Linked DNA regions of Mus musculus: region 2 is linked to region 1. The links are chromatin contacts, called in public HiChIP or PLAC-seq maps. All regions are on one chromosome and are shown on one strand. Each heading gives the region's core, a stretch centred on a gene start, on an enhancer-like site or on the middle of the called end of the contact. The rest is flanking DNA. Distances are from core to core; before and after follow the strand shown. Region 1 overlaps Gm34568 (predicted gene, 34568). Region 2 holds the start of Ifne (interferon epsilon).

Evidence for each region. HiChIP or PLAC-seq counts read pairs in DNA pulled down with a chosen protein or histone mark.
Region 2: a contact with region 1 is called in a BATF HiChIP or PLAC-seq map of CD8 T cells, with 28 read pairs. The contact joins the promoter of Ifne here to the enhancer-like site in region 1. A contact is called at or near these places in 9 of 39 promoter capture datasets (the 3T3-L1 cell line, 3T3-L1-derived adipocytes, the HPC-7 cell line and 4 more), 2 of 15 datasets of contacts at CTCF or cohesin (CD8 T cells and the NIH/3T3 cell line), 13 of 484 Hi-C or Micro-C datasets (3T3-L1-derived adipocytes, the CH12 cell line, Th1 cells and 9 more), 3 of 115 datasets of contacts at active chromatin or transcription factors (CD8 T cells, effector CD8 T cells and memory CD8 T cells) and 2 of 9 other capture datasets (adipose tissue and macrophages).

What each region holds. Positions count from the first base shown.
Region 1 is chr4:89,000,414-89,004,425 of GRCm38.p6, forward strand. All of the region lies in intron 1 of Gm34568 (predicted gene, 34568), which reads left to right. Among named protein-coding and RNA genes, the nearest start is that of Gm34568, 46 kb to the left of the region's middle. Within about 2 kb of position 1,263, at least 33 of the 459 cell types and tissues checked have an H3K27ac peak or open chromatin away from gene starts, as enhancers often do. A contact at or near this core is called in CD8 T cells, the NIH/3T3 cell line, Th1 cells and 3 more, where this site is marked.
Region 2 is chr4:88,878,697-88,882,481 of GRCm38.p6, forward strand. Ifne (interferon epsilon) reads right to left here and starts at 1,505. Exons shown (of 1, transcript NM_177348.2): 1 at 842-1,505. The coding sequence starts at 1,483. The coding sequence ends at 905.

The DNA.
Region 1 (4,012 bases), core at 13-2,512:
GCAATACTTACAAGGCTGCTGGTGTACAACAAGACTTTTGTCTCAAGTCAGATCTAACGAGGCAAGTTGTTTGTACATGCTAATGGAATAGATGCCCTCATTTGTTCTTGCAGCAATTGCAGCATGATTACTACTTATAAAGACCCCCCGGGGGATGTGCATTTTTTTTTGCAAGCTATAAGCTCTTCCTCACTTAAGCTTTTCTTTACTTTAAAGAATGAACATTTTTAAAGGCAACTATATTTGTTTTAAAGGACTAACAGCAATTGCAACCAAGCAATAATTTTGAACTTTTGATTATTGTCAGCAATTTGCTTTAGAGTGACTAAAGCCTAAAAATTGGTTCAAATATCTACTTCATAGACATTAAAAAAAAGTTGGCTGACTCAAATACGTTCTGAACTCTCTATTGAAGAGGCAACCTCTCAGCTAGGGGCCTACAAAATTCTCACTTAGCTTGCTCTCTGGAGCTGTGGAACACCACCACACTTCCTCAGTTCCCTGGTAGCAGATTAGTACCTCCTGCCCTGTCTATAGAAACCCAGCAGGACGTTTCTATAGATACCACCTTGCCTTCCTTTTATTGGGTTTTCAGTGGTTCTATCTTTAACCATACCTACACTTTCAAAGAGCTAGGCAGGCTGCTTGGCTTCAGTGCAAATGCAAACGCTGAGATGGCTCAGCCTACTTTTATTCTAAAAAGGAACGCACAAATAGGAAGAGTGATGCTGCAAAGAGAGAACACTACAGAATTGCTGTAGTAGAGATCAAGTACCACGCCAGATGCACAAGTAGAAGATGAGTTTAATTGGTTATCTACTACAAGAGTTCTAACCTAAATGATCAGAACCAAGAATTTCACTGAGTTTCTAGAAGTATCTTGGGTAGATGATCTTATTTCAACTCATTAAAACAGCCCCATTTACCTAATTCAACTGAATTGTTGGACCATCACCTTTTTCAGGAGAACATGAAAGTCAAGAATTAGTTGCTCTCTGCTTCCAAATGCTGTTTACTTCAGAAAGCTCCAGCCAACTACATTTCCTGTCTTGGTCTCTTTTTTCACACGTTTCTCTTTCCGGCTTTATTTTTTTCACTTGACCTTTCCTCTCAATATCTTTTCAATTTTCAAAGAGGCATGTGTTGGGGCACAGTTGGATTTGGGCAATAGGCTTAGGGCAGGAAGGTGTGGTTAGGGTGGAGGGGGTAAGAAGCCATTCTGGCTGCTTTATTTTCTCATCTCAAGTCCTGGTAAAAGGCAGGCTTTGTATGTGTGGGTGTTTTTCTATGATGTGCAAGTACGCACAACTCTATTTTCTCAAGTGAGTAACTATGAGTGTACATATCTTGGAATAATCCACAAATTTATGTAAGCTACAAAGGAAACTGCACACTCACAGGAAATTTTACTTGATTCACAGCTTTACAGACAATGCAACCAGTTAGTGTCTACCGAACTAGTTACATAGAGAAGAGCATGCTTTCTTTTTATTTTATTCTTAATGGAAATAAGTAACTCATTTGCTTGGAAAGAAATCACTTTGTTGAATAAATGCCTTCATAAGCCCAGGACAAATTTAATTCAGTATTGTTTGGGTTATAGCAACAGAATGCAACATTGTTAATTTTCCAACAAAAAGGGGGTAACTTAGTGATTCACAATAAATTTCCAAGACAATATGTGCAGAAATCCTTGTGGAAAAATGCTTTTAAGTATTGCTTATGATTTGAGTGAGAGGGCAGGGATAGAGATTTAGAATTTCTCAAAGAATGTTGGAGCAGAGTGAGCCCTTAGGAACCCTGGGTACAGTCCCTCATTTTATAAATAGATACTATCTACCTCTTAAATGAGGAAGAGGAGGAGCCTAATGTTTCTGCACTTTCCGTTAAATCTATATAGCCCATTAAAAAGTAAAACATGTACTCATCTGCATTATATTTAAATCATGAATATATTATATAGAAATCTAAACCAGGCATACATATCTGTCTTTTGAAGCACCTATCATTTCTTGTACACACACACACACACACACACGGGGGGGAGGGGGATGCGTATTCAATCTTGGGAGCCATTCACATTACTGTTTTTTGTTTTAAATTTTTTCTTAGTTTTTTTTTTAAGAGTTCCATGCCATATGTTTTAATCATATTCACTGCCCCCCCCCCCAAACTCTTCTCCAATTCATCAGTCTCTTCCCAACTCAACAAACTTTGTAATTTTTTTCAATCTTTCATGGACAATTTCTGTTTTTGAGACAGGGTCTCTGAGGTCTAGAGCTTACCAAGTGGGCTGACCAAGGGGGCCGGCAAGTCCCAGGGCTGGGCTTATCTTTGCTTTCCCGGTACTGGGATCATGAATACGTGGCAGGACACCAGCTGTTTTCCATGAGTTCTGGGAATCAAATTCAGGCCCTTGTTCCTATAAGGCAAACACTTTACAAACAGAACCTAGGCCCACTTATTACTTCCTGGTGGGGAAATGTTCAAACTCTTTTCTGTGAGACAAAGAGTAAGAGAATATGTTATTACCTATTGTCACTGTCCTGTGCAACACACCACTAGAACTTTTTTTCTACCTAACTGTAAGTTAATACCTGATAATTAGCCTCTTTCCGTTCTTTCTCCCTCCCTACACTTACCAGCCTCTGGTAATTATCATTTCACTCTTCATTTCTAAGAGATGGATTTTTTTTTCTCCTCTGCTGTTAGTGAGGTCACGCAGGTGCGGGACTTTCTGTGCCTGCTCATTTCACTTAACATAATGACCTCTGGTTTCATCAGTGCTGCTACAAACCACAGGGTTTCATTCTTTCATGAAAATATGAATCATATTCATGAACGTGTGGCGTGTACCAGGTTTTCCTCATTGGCGCATCAACCAATGGGCGCTTATGCTGTTTCCATTCCTGAGCTACTCTGAATAGTACCATAGCCATGGCAGTGTGGCTATCTCTTCAACTTGTAGATTTCCTTTCCTTTTCTATAAACTCAGTGTCATGGTTTGTATATTCTTGGACCAGGGAGTGGCACCATTTGGAGGTGTGGCCTTGTTGGAATAGATGTGACCTGGTTGGAGTAGGTGTGTCATTGTAGGTGTGGGCTTAAGACCTTCACCCTAGTTGCCTGGAAGAAAGTCTTCCACTAGCAGCCTTTGGATGAAGACATAGAACTCTCAGCTCTGCTTGAACCATGCCTGCCTGGATACTGCCATGCTCTGGCCTTGGTGATAATGGACTGAACCTCTGAACCTGTAAGCCAGCCCCAATTAAATGTTGTTTTTTAAAAGACTTGCCTTGGTCATGGTGTCTGTTCACAGCAGTAAAACCCTAAGACACTCAGTGAAGGGGTTGCTGCAGTATACTCTCAGCATGGGTAGGAACCCATATTTCCTTCAGCAGCTGTGTGTTTACATTCTCACCTAGAAAACACTTCACCTTTTAAGGAGTGGGGAGGGCACTAAAGTTGGAAGTTCGAAACGAACAACTGTGGGCCACTGGCCTACTCTCCTATCACTTCACTTTAGTGGGACACAAACCCAGCAGCCCAGACAGCGTTCTCAGCTTCCTATGTTTCAGTGCAAATGAATCTCTAAACAACAAGGAGATTGCAGAAAGAAATCTGAACTCAGTTTTTGTCCTGTCCCCCACCTCCACCAATACTCACCTCCAGCCTTGAGTAAGCTCCTTAAGCATCTTTCTTGCCTAGTTACTAAGACTGCAGAAGAGTTACCTGGGAAAAGAGCTGTGCATGAAGAGATGAAAACTGGGATTGTTTCCTTGAACCCAGCCCTGTGACCTCAACCAGATGTCCACTGCATGGCTGTCTAGATTGGGGGAGGGATGCTCATCTGAGCTTCCAGGTTAAATTCCTCATCCAGGAGATCGGCTCAGTTGCACCGCTGATCTGCCTTACTGTGTGCTGTGAGAAACAATTTGTGTTCTTAGCCTCACTAGTCTGCTGGCCTGGGATGTGACCATTTTGCAGTTTTGGTGTAAGGCTTAGTCAGGAA
Region 2 (3,785 bases), core at 255-2,754, 120 kb before region 1:
CATCCCTCAAGTCGGCCTCCACAGAACAATAATTAATCCTTACCATTTATTTCTCGTGTGTTCTTTAGTTCTTCACATGTAGTCAGTACAAATATTAAGATTACTTCATGGTTTTACACAAATATACTACTTATACACGTTTTACTTTTTTTTTGCTTTTATTTTTCTCTATGTACTTTTGTAGAGAAAACATCACGTTCTCGTCAAGAGAATCTTGTTCTCTTAGGTGAAGTTGCTTACACTAACTTCTGCTGATCTAGCAAATTGTAAGAGCATTCATTAACTAATCACCCGACAGAGTCTAGCACACAGGAAAAGTTCCTGCTTTCTCAGAAATGTGTTGAGTCTGCATATTTTTTCTTAATTAAACCTTGAGGTGTTAGTTAATAGGTTAAAAACAGCATGCTATTCAGTTGTAATCTGCATTATTATTATTATAATGAGTGAGATTGAATCTGTTTTCATTCTTCTGAAAATTGTTCACACCTTTTGGCCGTATTTCTATTATGTCTTTGTAATAGAAATATTCATGGATTGATGCTAACAAGTTCTGGTAAACATGAATTAATGCTGTATGTTAAGGAATGCTCACTACATTATCGAGATAGCTCATCGTATCTAACGGCAAAATTCTACGAAATTTCACCACTGAAGAACCAATTATGAAATTTTAATGAATTAATTTTAATTCCTAAATAATTTGAAGTTGGTAGAAAACATAACATGGCATGGCAAAATGGATATTGCAATGCATGCCATCTTAGAACACAGTTAAACCTGGGCAGAAGCAAAACAATGCAGCCACTTTACACCAAAAAGAAACAAATCATGTTCATATAGCTCCTCCCACTCCGCCACCAACCTATGTCTTTCAAATCCCCTGTTGGCTCTTGCTTCTCAGTGTTCAAGGGTCTGGGTCTTGTCTGCTCAGCCATGTTGTGAACCTGAACACAAAGAACATACAGCGGTGGATTTCTGTCTGGACAATGATCCAGGCACAGCTGCTGTACCTTTGGTTTTCCAAGTAATCGTGGATCCTCCTGAAGTATGCTTTAATCTGTAACCTAAGGTTCTGCGCACTCGAGCCCCCACTCTTCTGCGCTGCGTTCAGTCCACCCAGTGACTCCACGTATTCCAGCTGCCGGTGAAGCGCAGCTAAGACTTTTTCTATATGGTTTTCCTCCCAAATGCCCATAGTCCCATGTGTCTGGAGGAGCGTGAAGATCTGCTGAAGGATCTCGTGCACAACAGCCAGCACCTGTCCCTCTTGGTACTGGTGAGGACTCACAGGCTGCTGAGGAAGCAGGAAATTCTTCCTGTGTGCTAGACACTGCTGGACTGACGAGCTTGGCAAAGGTTTCAGTAGTTGTAGGCTTTCTCTGTTCATCCACAATTGGAAGGGAATCCGTTTCGGTTCTAGGGAGAAGATAGTGGAAGAAACCAAGAGCAGCAACACCGTTTCAGGGAGCTGTCTGTGAACCATGGTGGAGGGCACACAGGGATCTCTGCACACCTTGTACCACTCCAGTTCTGGGAAATATTTACCTCTCACGCATCTGAAACCCTGAGGGAGGGTGTTCTTTTCTGTTGTCTGTGTTTCCTTGTACGTCGTTTCCCAAGTTTATACCTTAGGTTTTCTGGTTCCCATTCCAGGGTTTTATGGAACATTTCCTTTACATTCCCCATTGTGTTGCTGTTTGAGGAAGTAACGAAAGAGCTGGCTTCACTGTGCACTTGTCTTGAGACAATGATAGTTGTCCACTCTGACCTACTATTACCACTCATTATTTATTACGTACAAGCCTTAACTAACACAATGCACTTTCTAAATGCTTACTCAGGCTTAGTAATGCACTTTTATTGAGAGCAAGCTTCCTTTTTCAAGCAGTGGTATTTCATGGAGTATTATTTATTATAGATCTGGTAGTGGCCAGAGCACACTCTGAGGTAAACATTGAAATCCACAGGCTGATAACTTTGAAACTTCATGTACAACTGTAAATGTGCACAAGTATTTGGGCATATTAATGTGAAAATATGTACCAATAACCTTGAACTATTTTATATTTCACCCAATCAGTTTAATATCTAATATTTTAGCTTACAAAATAAGATAAAAGTAAAACTTATCAAAAGATTGTGATTATAGCCTCATGATAGCAGCATAGTATGCACAACCTACAAGTTCAGTACAATGGCTACAAATGTGTTGGTCCTCTATGAATACATGAAACCAGTTAAAGATAACAAGATTGTGAGAAGAGATGGAAGTGGTTGGATGGTCCATTTTCCCTAGACTAGCTGCAACTATGGTAAGCCAATGAGAACAGCTCTACAATAGTAATGCCTCTTAAATTACAAATACCCAGTTCCACATTGCTAAGATCCTCCTGAGCAATCCCCCAGCCTACCTTCTTAGTTTTACCCGGAACAGTTGTAGTAAGTGAAGTCGAGGGAACTGGACTCCAGAGGAAGTAAAAGATTCTGTGATGAGACACCGTGACCATGGCAACTCTTATAAAGGAAAATATTTAATTGGGGCTGGCTTACAGTTCAGAGGTTTAGTCCCTTATTGTCATAGCAGGAAACATGTAGGCAGACACAGTCATAAAGTAGGAGCTGTGAGTTCTACAGCTTGATCTGCAGATAGCAGAAGGAGGCTATGTGCCACACTGGGCACAGCTTGAGCATATGGGACCTCAAAGCCAGACCCCACAGTAATACACTTCCTCCAACAAGGCCACACCTCCTACTAGTGCCATTCCCTATGGACCAAGTATTCAAACACATGAGTCTATGGGGACCATACCTATTCAAACCACCACACCTCTTAACACAGCTAATACTTAAAAGACACAGTGTTCCCCTCACACAACTAATGTTTGTGTGTTTGCTGATCGCTCTTTCTTTCTATGAATCATCACCTGCACTTCTTTAGTGACTATGGCTTATCTGAGGCCAAATCTCCACAGCTCCTTCTTGTATGTGTGTGTGTCCCTCTCCCTCTCCACTCTCTCTTCTAGATCCCTGCTGTACTTTGTACTCCCTTTAAGATATCCTTCTTTTTTCTAATTTATGTGAGGCATTTGATTTACCTATCTTATAACCTCCCTAAATTAAAAGCCTCTTAGAAATACAAACCAAATTATCTTCTTTACTACCTATACTACTATAGTAAATGTTAGTAAACATGCATTGAGTATGGAAATGCATCCTACCATAAAATAATACAGCAAGTTACATCTGTGATTATTTCTTTGAAGGCAGGTTTTGGGTGAAACAGTAAAGTGTTAAAACCACCTTTCAGACATTTATCGTCTCATTACATGTCTAGATAATGGAATCTAACTAGTCTCAGCCTACACATGTAAACCTTTAATGTGGCATTCCAGGGAAAGAATATTAATGGTAATGGCAAGACTTTCATAGATTATTTTGTATTAATGTATTTGTCCTAACAGATTAAATTTAACTTTTAATAGCTTATAATTCATTTTAATATTTAAAATTAACTTGTTTTAATCCCATTCTTATGGCTTGAATGTAACTTGTCTCCCTTATGTTGGTACATTTTGCCCCCAGAATGTGGTATATTATTTTGAGGGGATATGGAACCTTTGAGACTTCAGAGTCTATTTGATGTACATAGCTGCTAGAAGCAGACCTTGAGGGTCATAACATGGCTCCACTTCCAATCCCTTTTCTTTTCTCAGCTGCCAGGATGTGGGGAAGCTCTACTGCAGGCTCCCCTGCCACCATGCTTTCCCTACCACCTTCCCTTTCCT